2 separate regions of the Macaca mulatta genome follow, and region 1 is linked to region 2. Evidence: chromatin contacts called from public Hi-C data. All regions are on one chromosome and are shown on one strand. The core of a region is the stretch at or near the end of the contact, and the rest is flanking DNA. Distances in the headings are between cores, read along the strand shown.

Region 1 (6,456 bases), core at 2,581-5,080, 84 kb before region 2:
TGTCTTTTGACGCCTTCAATCTCTGTGCCTCCTCCGGTCTTTCCTATTTTAGCGAGCACCAGGATCCATCCGATGGCACAAAGCTGAAAACAGGAGTCATCCCCAACACCTCCTTCTCCTGCAACCCACACGGACAAACCAGTGCCAAGTCCTGTCAATTCACCCTCCAAAACATTTCTCAAACTCACTCACTGTCCTTTCTCCTGTCAATGCCCTCAGCTAAACTACCATCAAGTCTTAGAAATAGATATAGGGTCTCATTATGTTGCCCAGGCTGGTCTCGAACTCCTGGGCTCAAGCGATCTTCCTTCCTTGGCTTCCCCATGTGCTAGGATTACAGGCGTGTGCCAAGGCACCCAGCCCAACTCTTGCCCAGAGGACTCTGAAGTAGTCTCCCTGCTTCCATTCTTGCTTCTCTGTAATTCAGGCTTTCTTTACACACGAGTCGAAATAATCTTAAGACATAAAATTAGATGACAACCCTCACCTACTTAACATCCTTCAATGAATCACACTGCACTTACGGTAACATCCAATTCCACAGCACGGTCTACGGGACTGTCCCTAATCTCCCATCTCCCCACTGCTCATGGATGTTTAGCCAGGCTGGCTTTCCAACTCCTCAAACGCAGCAAACCCTTTTCCATCTGTTTGTCAACTATCCTCTCTCCTCTCCCTACTTCCCAGTACTTTTTTTTTTTTTTGAGATGGAGCCTAGCTCTGCTGCCCAGACTGGAGTGCAGTGGCATGATCTTGGCTCACTGCAACCTCCACCTCACGAGTTCAAGCAATTCTCCTACCTCAGCCTCCCGAGTAGCTGGGATTACAGGTGCCCACCTCCACGCCCTGCTAGTTTTCTTTTTCTTTTTTTTTTTTTTTTTTTTTTGAGACAGAGTCTCGCTCTGCCGCCCAGGCTGGAGTGCAGTGGCGTGATGTTGGCTCACTGCAAGCTCCGCCTCCCGGGTTCATGCCATTCTCCTGCCTCAGCCTCCCGAGTAGCTGGGACTACAGGCGCCTGCCACCTCCCCCGGCTAGTTTTTTTGTATTTTTTAGTAGAGACGGGGTTTCACCGTGTCAGCCAGGATGGTCTCGATCTCCTGACCTTGTGATCCGCCCGTCTCGGCCTCCCAAAGTGCTGGGATTACAGGCTTGAGCCACTGCGCCCGGCCTTCTTCTTTTTTTTTTTTTTTTTTTGAGATAGAGTCTCGCTGTGTCACCCAGGCTATAGTGCAGTGGTATGATCTCGGCTCACTGCAAGCTCCACCTCCCGGGTTCATGCAATTCTCCTGCCTCAGCCTCCCGAGTAGCCGGGACTACAGGCGCCCGCCAGCACGCCTGGCAAATTTTTTTGTATTTTTTAGTGGAGACGGGATTTCACTGTATTAGCCAGGATGGTCTCGATCTCCTGACCTCGTGATCTGCCCACCTCAGACTCCCAAAGTGCTGGGATTACAGGTGTGAGCCACCGTACCCAGCCTTCTCAGTATATTTGACTTGGCTAATTCCTGCAGAGAAGTCTCTCTTTCTTTCTTCACAGAACTTAGTATGACCTATAGTTTTTCTAGTATGTAGGCGTATTAGTTATCTATTGCCATATGACAATTTTTCCCCCAAACTTAGTGCCACCAGGCATGGTGGCTCATGCCTGTAATCTCAGCACTTTAGGAGGCTGAGGTGGGAGGATTTCCTGAATCCAGGCATTTGAGACTGGCTTGTGTGACATTAGGTAAAAAATTAGCTAGGCATGGTGGCACATGCTCCCAGGTACTCGGGAGGCTGAGGTGGGAGGACTGCTTGAGCCCAGGAGGTCATGGCTACAGTGAGCTATGATTGCACCACTGCACTCCAGCCTGGGTGATGGGGCAGGACCCTCTCTCAAAATACAAGCAAACAAACACAAAACTAAGTGGCTTGAAACAGCATTTATTATCTCAGTTTCTCTGGATGAGGAATTCAGGTGCAGTTCATATGGGTCTTCTGTTTTCAGGGTCTTTGTCTCTCTTTCTTTTCTTCTTCTTTCCTTCTTTCAATCTTTCTTTCTTTCTTTCTTTCTTTCAATCTTTCTTTCTTTCTTTCTTTTCTTTCTTTCTTTCTTTCTTTCTTTCTTTCTTTCTTTCTTTCTTTCTTTCTTTCTTTCTTTCTTTCTTTCTTTCTTTCTTTCTTTCTTTCTTTCTTTCTGTCTCTCTCTCTCTTTCTCTCTTCCTTTTTTTTTGTTGCCCAGGCTGGAGTGTAATGGTATGATTTCAGCTCACTGTCACCTCGGCCTCCCAGGTCCCAATGATTCTGATGCCTCAGCCTCCTGAAGAGCTGGGACTACAGGTGCCCGCCACCATGCCCAGCTAATTTTGGTATTTTTAGTAGAGATGGGGTTTCGCCATCTTGGCCAGGCTGGTCTCAAACTCCTGACTTTAAGTGACTTGCCCACCTCGGCCTTCCAAAGTGCTGGGATTATAGGCATGAGCCACTGTGTACAGCTTTGTTTTAGGGTCTTTCAAAGGTTGCAATTGAAGTGAAGCAGTCAACCGAAAGCTCACTTGGGGCAGGACCCTCTTCCATGATAATACTCATGGCTGCAGGCAGCATTTGGTTCCTTATGGGCTGTTGTGCTGAGGGTCTCATTGCCTTGCTGACCGTTGGCTGGAGGACACTCTCAGTTCCTTGCCCTGTGGATCTCTCCAGCATCTTAGCTTGCTTTGTCAAGGCATGTAGGCTGAGCAGGTGAGAGACAGGCTCTGCTAGCAAAATAGAAGTCACAGTCTCTCAGAGTCTAATCGCAGAATGACATCCCATTCGTTTGCCATTTTCTATTTGTTAGAATCAAGTCATTGGGCCAAGCGCAGTGGCTCATGCCTGTAATCCCAGCACTTTGGGAAGGCAAAGCAAGAGGATCACCTGAGGTCAGGAGTTCGAGACCAGTTTGGCCAACATGGTGAAACACCGTCTCTACTAAAAACACAAAAATGAGCTGGAGTGGTGGCATGCGACTATAATTGCATCTACTCGGGAGGATGAGGCAGGAGAATTGCTTGAACACGGGAGTCGGAAGTTGCAGTGAGCCAAGATCGTGCCACTGCACTCCAGCCTGAGTGACAAGAGCGAGACTCTGTCTAAAAAAAAAAAAAATTTTTTTTTTTTTTTTTAGAGATAGGGTCTCACTATGCTACCCAGGCTGGCCTTGAACTCCTGGACTCAAGCGATCCTCCTGCCTCGGTCTCTTAAAGTGCTGGGGTTACAAATGTGAGCCACTGTGCCCTGCCAAGATTTGGTTTTTAACTTATGCGTTACCTCGTATACTTATTTTTTCATGGTTTGAACATGTAACATCTACTTTCTTAGCAATTTTGCAGTATGCAATGCATCGTTACCAGCTGCAGCCACCGTGATGTACAGTCGATCTCTTGGACTTATTCCTCCTGCCTATCAACAGAGATTTGTTGAAAGGATGAAGCTGCTTCTTCAGCCGTCCGTAAGGGGATCAGCAGCGAGGACACTGAGAGAGGAGCCGCCTGCGTTGGAAATCACTTCCCGTCCACACCTCCAAGCTCCTTCCAAGCGGGATTCAGCACCAGATGCCCCTGGACAGCTCTGGAAACCCAATCCTGCCGGAACCGTTCCTCGCCGATCCGAGTTTCCCGTCGGGGCCGCTTGGTGGCTGCGCCCGCCGCTCTGCGGGAGGAAACCCCTTTCCTGTGCCGGTAGAAGAGGTGGAGTCGCATGTGAGTGGCAGGTTCCGCAGCCAATAGTATGGAAAGTTCTGCCAGCGGCTCTCGGAGAGGCCAATGGGCAGGGGCGTGGGCGGGGCGTGGGCCAGCCGCGCTGAGCGGGGCCTCTCCAGGCCGCGTCTGTGGGGTCGAGACTGCGCGGCGGTTGGGCGGGGAGCGGCGCCTGTCGGGGGACAAGGGTTCCCCGGGAGGTAGGTGCGGGCTGAGAGAGGACCCGGGGCGGCGGGGCGGGGCGGCGGGGCGGGGCGGCCCTGGGCGGCCGGTGTTCTGGTGGATTCTACCCGCACGTTAGCCGAGGCCCGACTCCGGTATCCGGCAGCGCGAGGCACACAGAAGGCGCTCAATAAGTGCTGATTGAATGAATGAGCCCGCGCCCTCCGCATCCCGGCCCGAGCAGTCTACAGTTTGAGAGCGTGCAGGCCACCCTCACCTTCACTGTACAGCCTGAGGCATCCAGATGCCGGACAGGTCTTTATTGGGCGCCTACTGTGTGCCTGGGTGGCTCTGCGCTGGGTGCAGCTGGCCCAGAGCGAGACAGACAGCCTGGTCCCGCCCAGCTCACCGCCTAGGGGGGCGGGACGACTTTAATCGACTTAAAATAATGTAATTCCTAGTTCCCTCTGTAGCACAAAATAAAAGAAAATAACACCAGGGAAGGGGGCGGGGAGGGCTGTGAGTGGAGACGTCTGAGCAGTGACCCGAAGACCTGAATGCAGGGAGGTGGCGGGGCCATGAGGCGCTTAGCGCTGATGGTGGGGGAGAAATCCCAGTTGGGGAAAACTCAAGGACCAGGGGAGGAGCTGAGATTCCTCCTAAGAATGGTGACATTTTGGGGTCCAGGGTGAAACCGACTCCATTTTGGGCCATTGCATCAGGTAATGCGGCCCTTATCAGTGCCCACAGGCTTCCGTTCCTCCGTGTGTTCAGCCAGCGGGTTTTTAGTATCTTCTGCACCAGGCCTTCCGGGGGGTACAGGGATATGGTTTAGGGCGGGAGTCAGCCATGGTCAGAAAGGGAGGCCCCCCCTCTTTTTTTTTTTTTTTTTTGAGACGGAGTCTCACTCTGCAGCCCGGGCTGGAGTGCAATGGCGCGATCTCGGCTCACTGTAACCTCTGCCTTCTGGGTTGAAGTGATTCTCCTGCCTCAGCCTCCCGAGTAACTGGGATTACAGACGCGTACCAGCATGCCCAACTAATTTTTTTTTTTTTTTTTTTTGAGAGAGAGTCTTACTTTGTCACCCAGGCTGGAGTGCAATGGCGTGATCTTGGCTCACTGCAACCTCCACCTCCTGGGTTCAAGTGATTCTCCTGCCTAAGCCTCCCAAGTAGCTGGGATTACAGGTGCCCACCACCACACACAGCTAATTTTTGTATTTTTAGTAGAGACAGTGTTTCACTGTGTTGGACAGGCTGGTCTTGAACTCTCGACCTCAGGTGATCTGCCCACCTCAGCCTCCCAAAGTGCTGGGATTACAGGCATGAGCCACCACACTTGGCTGAGGGAGGCCCTTTTGAGGGGTCCTGGATGCAGTGAAGCAAGAGAGAAGGAGGAGGCATTGCTGGAAGGTCAGGAGAAAGAGAGCATGTTCCAGGTGGAGAGAGAAGAACCCATGCAGAGGTCCTGAGGCATGAGCGAGTTTGGCACAGAAAGGACCAGTGTGGGCCAAGGTGAGGCAGGAGCTTGTCGTGCAGAGCCTCAGCCTCAGGGTCCAGAGTTTAGACTTTACTCTGGGGCATGGGGAAGCCATGAACCACCACCATCCAATAGAACATTCTGCAGCGACGAGTGTTCCCTTTGCTGTCAAATACGGTAACCACAGAAGTCAAGTAGGCTTGTGTGACTACTGAGCACTTTAAATGTGGCCAGGGAGACTGAGGAGTGGAATTTTAGAGTTTATTTAGTTTGTTTATTTATTTATTTTTTTGAGACGGAGTTTTGCTCTTGTCACCCAGGCTGGAGTGCAGTGGTGCCATCTTGGCTCGCTACAACCTCCGCCTCCTGGGTTCAAGCGATTCTCTTGCTTCAGCCTCCCGAGTAGCTGGGATTACAGGTGTCAGCCACCACACCCGGCTAATTTTTGTATTTTCAGTAGAGATGGGGTTTCACCACGTTGGCCAGGCTGGTCTTGAACTCCTGACCTCAGGTGATCCACCTGCCTCGGCCTCCCAAAGTGCTGGGATTGCAAGTGTGAGCCACCGTACCCCACCTGGATTTTTTTTAGTTTTGATGAACTTTTTTTTTTTTCTTTGAGACAGTGTATTAGTCAGGGTTCTCTAGAGGGACACAACTAATGGAATAGTTACATATATAAAGGGGAGTTTATTAAGTATTAACTCACATGATTACAAGGTCCCACAGTTGTCTGTAGATTGAGAAGCAAAGAAAACCAGTATGAGTTCCAAAACTGAAGAACTGCCCTGGTGCGGTGGCTAGCACCTATAATCCTAACACTTTGGGAGGCCGAGGCAGGCAGATCACGAGGTCAGGAGTTCGAGACTAGCCTGGCCAACACGATGAAACCTCGTCTCTACTAAAAATACAAAAAAATTAGCTGGGAGTGGTGGCGCATGTCTGTAATCCCAGCTACTAGGGAGGCTGAGGCAGGAGAATCGCTTGAACCCAGGAGGTGGAGGTTGCAGTGAGCAGAGATTGCACCATTGCACTTCAGCCTGGCAACGGAGCGAGACTCTGTCTAAAAAAAAAGCTGCCTGGGCGCGGTGGCTCACGCCTGTAA
Region 2 (6,197 bases), core at 272-2,771:
CCTCCTCTTTTTTTTTTTTTTTTTTGAGATGGAGTCTCACTTTTTTAGAAAAAATCAGGCCGGGCGCGTTGACTCACACCTGTAATCCCAGCACTTTGGGAGGCCGAGGCGGGTGGATCACGAGGTCAGAAGATCGAGACCATCCTGACTAACACGGTGAAACCCCATCTCTACTGAAAATACAACAAAAAAATTAGCCGGGCGTGGTGGTGGGTGCCTGTAGTCCCAGCTACTTGGGAGGCTGAGGCAGGAGAATGGCATGAACCCGGGAGGCGGATCTTGCAGTGAGTGGAGATCGCGCCACTGCACCGTAGCCTGAGTGACAGAGTGAGACTCCGTCTCAAAAAAAAGAAAAAAAAAATCCGAACGCTTGGTTCGTGATATAACTCTCACAATTTGTCTTTTCAAGTTCCCCTTTCAATAGACTATTTTTAGAGCAGTTTTGGGCTTACAGAAGAATTGAGCAGAAGACATAGAGTTCCCACCTATCTCCTCTCCCCTAAAAGGTACGCATTTCCCCCTACTGCTACCATCTCTCATTAATGTGCTACATTTGTTACACTAATGAGCCAATATTGATACATGGTTATTGACCAGCAGCTACAGTTTACATTTGGTGTGGCTCACTCTCTAGGGACCTCCTAAGCATGGAGTTACACAGGATATGTCCTTTTGCATCTGGCTCATTTCACTGGACACGATGCCCTCGAAGTTCATCCACGCTCTAGCCTGTGTCAAAATTTCTTTCCTTTTTCAGGCTGAATCATATTCCATTGCATGAATGGACGACATTGTGTTTATCCATTCATCTCTCGGTGGCCACTTGGGTGGTCTCCACCTTTGGGGTGCTGTGAATCGTGCTGCTGTGAACACGGGTGTACATTTTGACATTTTGGTTTTGGAGGATGTACCACGTTTTGTTTATACTTGGTTTTTTTTTTTGAGAGGGAGTCTTGCTCTGTTGCCCAGGCTGGAGTGCAGTGGCGCGATCTAGGCTCACTGCAAGCTCCGCCTCCCAGGTTCATGCCATTCTCCTGCCTCAGCCTCCTGAGTAGTTGGGACTACAGGCGCCCGGCTAATTTTTTGTATTTTTAGTAGAGACGGGATTTAGACAGGATGGTCTCGATCTCCTGACCTCGTGATCTGCCCTCCTCGGCCTCCCAAAGTGCTGGGATTACAGGCGTGAGCCACTGCGCCCGCCTGACCTATGGCTTATTTTTATAAAGCTCAGGGCTAAAAAGCCTTTTCCATTTTAAAAGGATTGTAAAAAAACAAATAACAAAGAGGAATATGCAACAGCGACCCTTTAGCTCGCAGAGCGTAAAATACTTACTGTTTGTCCCTTTGCAGAAAAAATTTGCAGACGCCGGATGTAAGATACTAACACGAGGGGAAGCTGAATGAGGGGTGTCTGGGAACGCTGTACTAGCTTTGCAACTTTTCTGTAAATCAAAAATTTTTCCAAAACAAAAACAAAATTTTTTAAAAAGATGGTGTCTCACTATGTTGCCCAGGCTGGTCTGCAGCTCCTGACCGGAAACGATCCTCCTGCTTTGGCCTCTCCGGTAGCTGGGATTACAGGCACAGGCCCTTGTGCCTGGCTGAAACAAAAGACTTTTGAAAAGGAGAATTGGGGTTAGAATTCAGGAAGTCCTATAAAGCAAGACGTGAAACCCGGAAGTCAGGAGTTAGAGACTGGTGGAGGACTTTCAGTTTCAGCTCTGAGTGCCTTTATACTGTTTCTCTTTTTAGGATAAATGTTATTTATCTAGATAGATTTTTTTTTTTGAGACAGGGTCTCGCTTTGTCACCCAGGGTGAAGTGCAGTGGCACCATTTCAGCTCACTGCAGCCTCAAGCTCCTGGCCTCAAGACGTCCTCCTGCTTCAGCCTCCCGAGTAGCTGGGACTACAGGCGTGCACCACCATGCCCCAGCTAATTTTTAGTAGAGACCGGGTTTTACCATGTTGCCCTGGCCGGTCTCGAACTCCTGGGATCAAGAAATCTGTCCGCCTGGGCCTCCCAAAGTGCTGGGATTCCAGGCATGAGCCACCACGCCTGGCCAGTTTTAATTCTGAAGACAATCATTGAAAATTGATCTGACACTGTTTCATGTTTTCGGGCCTCTCCCCTGCCCCGCCCCCAGAGGATTCCAGTACATGAAATTTGTAAACATTTGGTTGTGCGGCATTACTCTTTGCTAAAAATCATTAGGACTTATTCGTTTCTGGCATTCAAGGTCCTCTGAGATCTAACTCTAGTACAGGGATTATCAACCCTTCCTAAAGGGCCAACGTATAAATTTTTGGCGTTGCAGGCCATGTGCTCTCTGTCGAGTCCTCCCAGCTGTGCTGTGGGAGCTCAGAAGCAGCTATGAATGATATGTAAGTGAACATGCACGGTTGTGTGCCAATAAAACTTTATTTACAAAAGTAAGCAGTGGACTGCGTTTGACCCATGGGCCAGAGTTTGCCAACCTCTAGTCTAGTTCATCTTTCTTTCTCTTTTTCTGATGGAGCCTCACTCTGTCACCCGGGCTGGAGTGCAATGACATGATCTCGGCTCACTGCAACCTCCGCCTCCTGAGTTAAAGCTATTCTTCTGCCTCAGCCTCCTGAGTAGCTGGGACTACAGGTGTACACCACCATGCCAGGCTAATTTTTATATTTTTAGTAGAGACAGGGTTTCGCCATGTTGACCAGGCTGGTCTTGAACTCCTGACCTCGTGATCCACCCACCTCGGCCTCCCAAAGTGCTGGGGTGACACATGTGAGCCACCGCGCCCAGCCTCACATTTTCTGTATCCATTCATCCAACGATGGACACGTAGGTTGGTTTCCTATCTTGGCTATTGTGAATGAGGCTGACAGATTCTGATTTCATTTCCTTTGGATATATACCCAGAAGTGGGATTACTGGATCATATGGTGGTTCTATCTTTAATTTTTTGAGGAACTTCCATTCCGTTCTCCAGAATGGCTGTGCTCATTTACATTCCCACCAACAGCACACAGGGCTCCCTTTTCTCCACATCCTCACCAATGTTTCTTTTTCTTTTTCTTTTTTTCTTTTTTTTTTTTTTTTTTTTTGAGACAGAGTCTCACTCTGTCACCCGGGCTGGAGTGCAGTGGTACAATCTTGGCTCACTGCAACCTCTGCCGCCCAGGCTCAAGCGATTCTCCTGCCTCAGCCTCCAAGTAGCTGGGATTACAGGTGCCTGCCACCAAGTCTAGCTAGTTTTTGTATTTTTAGTAGAGACGGGGTTTCGCCATGTTGACCAGGCTGGTCTTGAACTCCTGACCCCGTGATCCGCCTGCCTCATCCTCCCAAAGTGCTGGGATTACAGACATGAGCCTCTGCACCCGGCCATCTTTACCAATGTTTCTTATCTTTTATCTTTTGGATCATAGCCATTCTAACAGGTATCTCATTGTGGTTTTAATTTGCATTTCCCTGATGATGAATAATCTTCAGCATTTTTTCATAATCCTGTTGGCTGCCTGTGTGTCTTTATTTGAGAGGTGTCTAGTCAGATTATTTAACCCCCTCTTTTTTTTTGAGACAGGGTCTCTTTTTTTTCCCTGAGACAGAGTCTTGCTCTGTCACCCAGGCTGGAGTGCAGTGATGTGATCTCAGCTCACTGTAGCCTCGACCTCCCAGACTCAGCATTCCTCCCATCTCAGCCTCCTGAGTAACTGGGATCACAGGTGCACACCACCACACCTGGCTACATTTTAAAAATGTTTTATAAAGATGGGGTCTTGCTATGTGGTCCAGGCTGGTCTTGAACTCCTGAGCTCAATCGATCCTCCTGCCTCTGCCTCCCAGGGGACCCTGGGCAATGTCTGGGGACATCTGTGGTTGTCACAACTCAGGGGTGCTCCTGGCATGGAGTGGGTGGAGGCCAGGGATACTGCTTAGCACCCTGCAGTGCCCAGGACGTCCCCAGCCCAGAGAATGGTCCAGCCCCAATGCCCACAGTGCAGAGGGGAAGACCTTGCATTCATGATTTCAAAAATAATAATTGAATTGCGTCTCTGCTCACAACAGACACCAGAATAAGCTCCCAGTGGGGCAGACAGCATAAACCACAGGACCCCAGCTCCTGGGATTCTCCGCCTCTCTCCCTCCCCCCACTCAGGGTGTGGATTTCAATGTGTGCAGCCTCCTGGGACCTCAGCAGGGCAGAGGATCATGGGACACAGTCTCTTGGGGATCCGTGGAACCCCCTAACTGAGGAAGTCTTTCTGGGGATGTTTCTGTTCCCCAGGGGACATCAGGCAATGTCTGGGACATTTGTGGCTGTCATGACTGGGGGTGCTCCTGGCATAGAGTGGGTGGAGGCCAGGGACGCTGCCCAGCACCCTGCAGTACCTAGGATGGCTCCGCCCCAGCGAGTGACCCGGCCCTCATGTCCGTAGCACCTGGGGGGTTGAGCGGGGGACCCCAGCTGTTTCAGATCGTGCCTAGGAGGCCGCTCTGGGAACCCGGGGAAGGTGGGAGCAGAGCTTGTCATGAAGCAGGAGGGGAGGGTGTGCATCAGAAAAGAAATGACAGGTTTGAAATCTGCAGAAGCTCATCTCTCCTCTCCCCCTCTCCTCCCCACCCGGCCCCGCCCCCACCTGGCTTCCTAAATAAAGACCTTCCTCTCCATGGAGACTGCCTCACTCAAACTCACCCCCTCGTGCGTGCAGAGTCTCAAAAACACGGCCCCGCCCCCGCCGCAGTGAGGGTCCGAATGGGAGGTTTGGAAATGGGAGAGCATCTGTGTCCCAGACCCGGCGGTGGGGGGCCCAGGGCGCCCGGCACATCTTCCAGAGCCTAGGCTCGCCGAGGCAGGCGAGAGCTGTCCCCTCCCCTCTGTTAGGGATGCCTGCCAAGGTCAGCCATGGGCGAGGCCAGGGACAGCGCCCAGGTGGTGCCAAGGGGACTGTGAGTCACCTGTGGCCAGGAGGGCTGAGTGAGGAGACACGGGCCCTGGGCCTCAAGGGCGCCATCCGAAGATCCCACAAGGTTGAGGACAAGGGAGGTCAGAGGGCAGAAATTCAAGGCAACAGAACAGCTCTAGAAGGGGGGTGCCCCCAGCACGGGGTGGGTGGAGGCCAGGGATGCTGCTCAGCACCCCGCAGTGCCCAGGACAGCCCCACCCCAGAGAATGATCCAGCCCCAATGTCCACAGTGCTGACGGGGGGAGACCTTGCATTCATCATTTGGAACAAAATAGACTTTGATCCCTACTTACTCCAGACATCAGGATAAACTCGTGATGGGGCAGACGGTGTAAACCAGGGGGACCCCAGCTCCTGGGATTCTCCTCCTCCCTCCACCCCACTCAGGATGTGGATTTCAGTGTGTACAGCCTCCTGGGACCTCAGCAGGGCCGAGGATCATGGGACTCAGATCAATCCCTCATCTGCCCTGCCACGGAATTTCCCAGCTCTGTGTTTGTCTGTTGCAAATCCCCAGGTTTGGGAACTGAGGGTCTGGCTGTTTGTGTCCTTGGGCACTGCTTGGAGATACTAGGCTATAAAATCCATCAGCCTTTTCAGAATTACGAGCAAAAATAATAACCAGCACCTTAATAACCCTGGAAGATGCATGCCTTCGACACTGTGGGTGAGGCCTGGTTTTTGTTTATTTTATTTTTATTTATTTATTTGACTCAGAGTCTTGGTCTGTGGCCCAGGCTGCAGTGCAGTGGTGTGATCTCGGTACCACGGTTCACTGCAGCCTCTGCCTTCTGGGCTCAAGTGATCCCAGGAACCACCATGCCCAGCTAATCTTTAAATTTTTTGTAGAGATAGGGTCTTACTATGTTGCCCAGGCTGGTCCCAAACTTCTGGCCTTAAGCAATCCTCCACCTCAACCTCCCAAAGCACTGGGATTACAGGCATGAGCCCCCATGCCCAGCCCATAGTACAATATCTTTAGATAGTCCACAGGCTGCAGTGACATCCCTCAGTCAATGTTTCCAGCACAGCTGAAACTGTATATCCTCTGACCCCCATCTCCCCCTTCCTTTCCCTCCACCACTAACCACTTTTCTGCTCTTTGTTTCTATGTATTTGGGGGGTTTTGATTGTGTATTTGTTTTGAGATGGAGTCTTGCTCTGTTCCCCAGCCTGGAGTGCAGTGGCGTGATCCCAGCTCACTGCCACCTCTGCCTCTCGGGTTCAAGTGATTCTCCTGCCTCAGCCT

What was found. Hi-C and Micro-C count contacts between places; a contact is called where the count stands out from the background.
Region 1: a contact with region 2 is called in a Hi-C map of CD4 T cells, with 4 times the contacts expected there. The contact joins the promoter of SLC39A3 here to the enhancer-like site in region 2. A contact is called at or near these places in 9 of 14 Hi-C or Micro-C datasets (CD4 T cells, blood, cortical neurons and 5 more).

The regions. Positions count from the first base shown.
Region 1 is chr19:3,507,384-3,513,839 of T2T-MMU8v2.0, reverse strand. SLC39A3 (solute carrier family 39 member 3) reads left to right here and starts at 3,830. Exons shown (of 3, transcript NM_001190948.1): 1 at 3,830-3,913. All of the region lies in intron 1 of THOP1 (thimet oligopeptidase 1), which reads right to left.
Region 2 is chr19:3,421,250-3,427,446 of T2T-MMU8v2.0, reverse strand. The region is part of intron 1 of THOP1 (thimet oligopeptidase 1); the gene reads right to left. It also overlaps a transcript of GNG7 not described here. Among named protein-coding and RNA genes, the nearest start is that of DIRAS1, 67 kb to the left of the region's middle. Within about 2 kb of position 1,521, at least 11 of the 40 cell types and tissues checked have an H3K27ac peak or open chromatin away from gene starts, as enhancers often do. A contact at or near this core is called in CD4 T cells and blood, where this site is marked.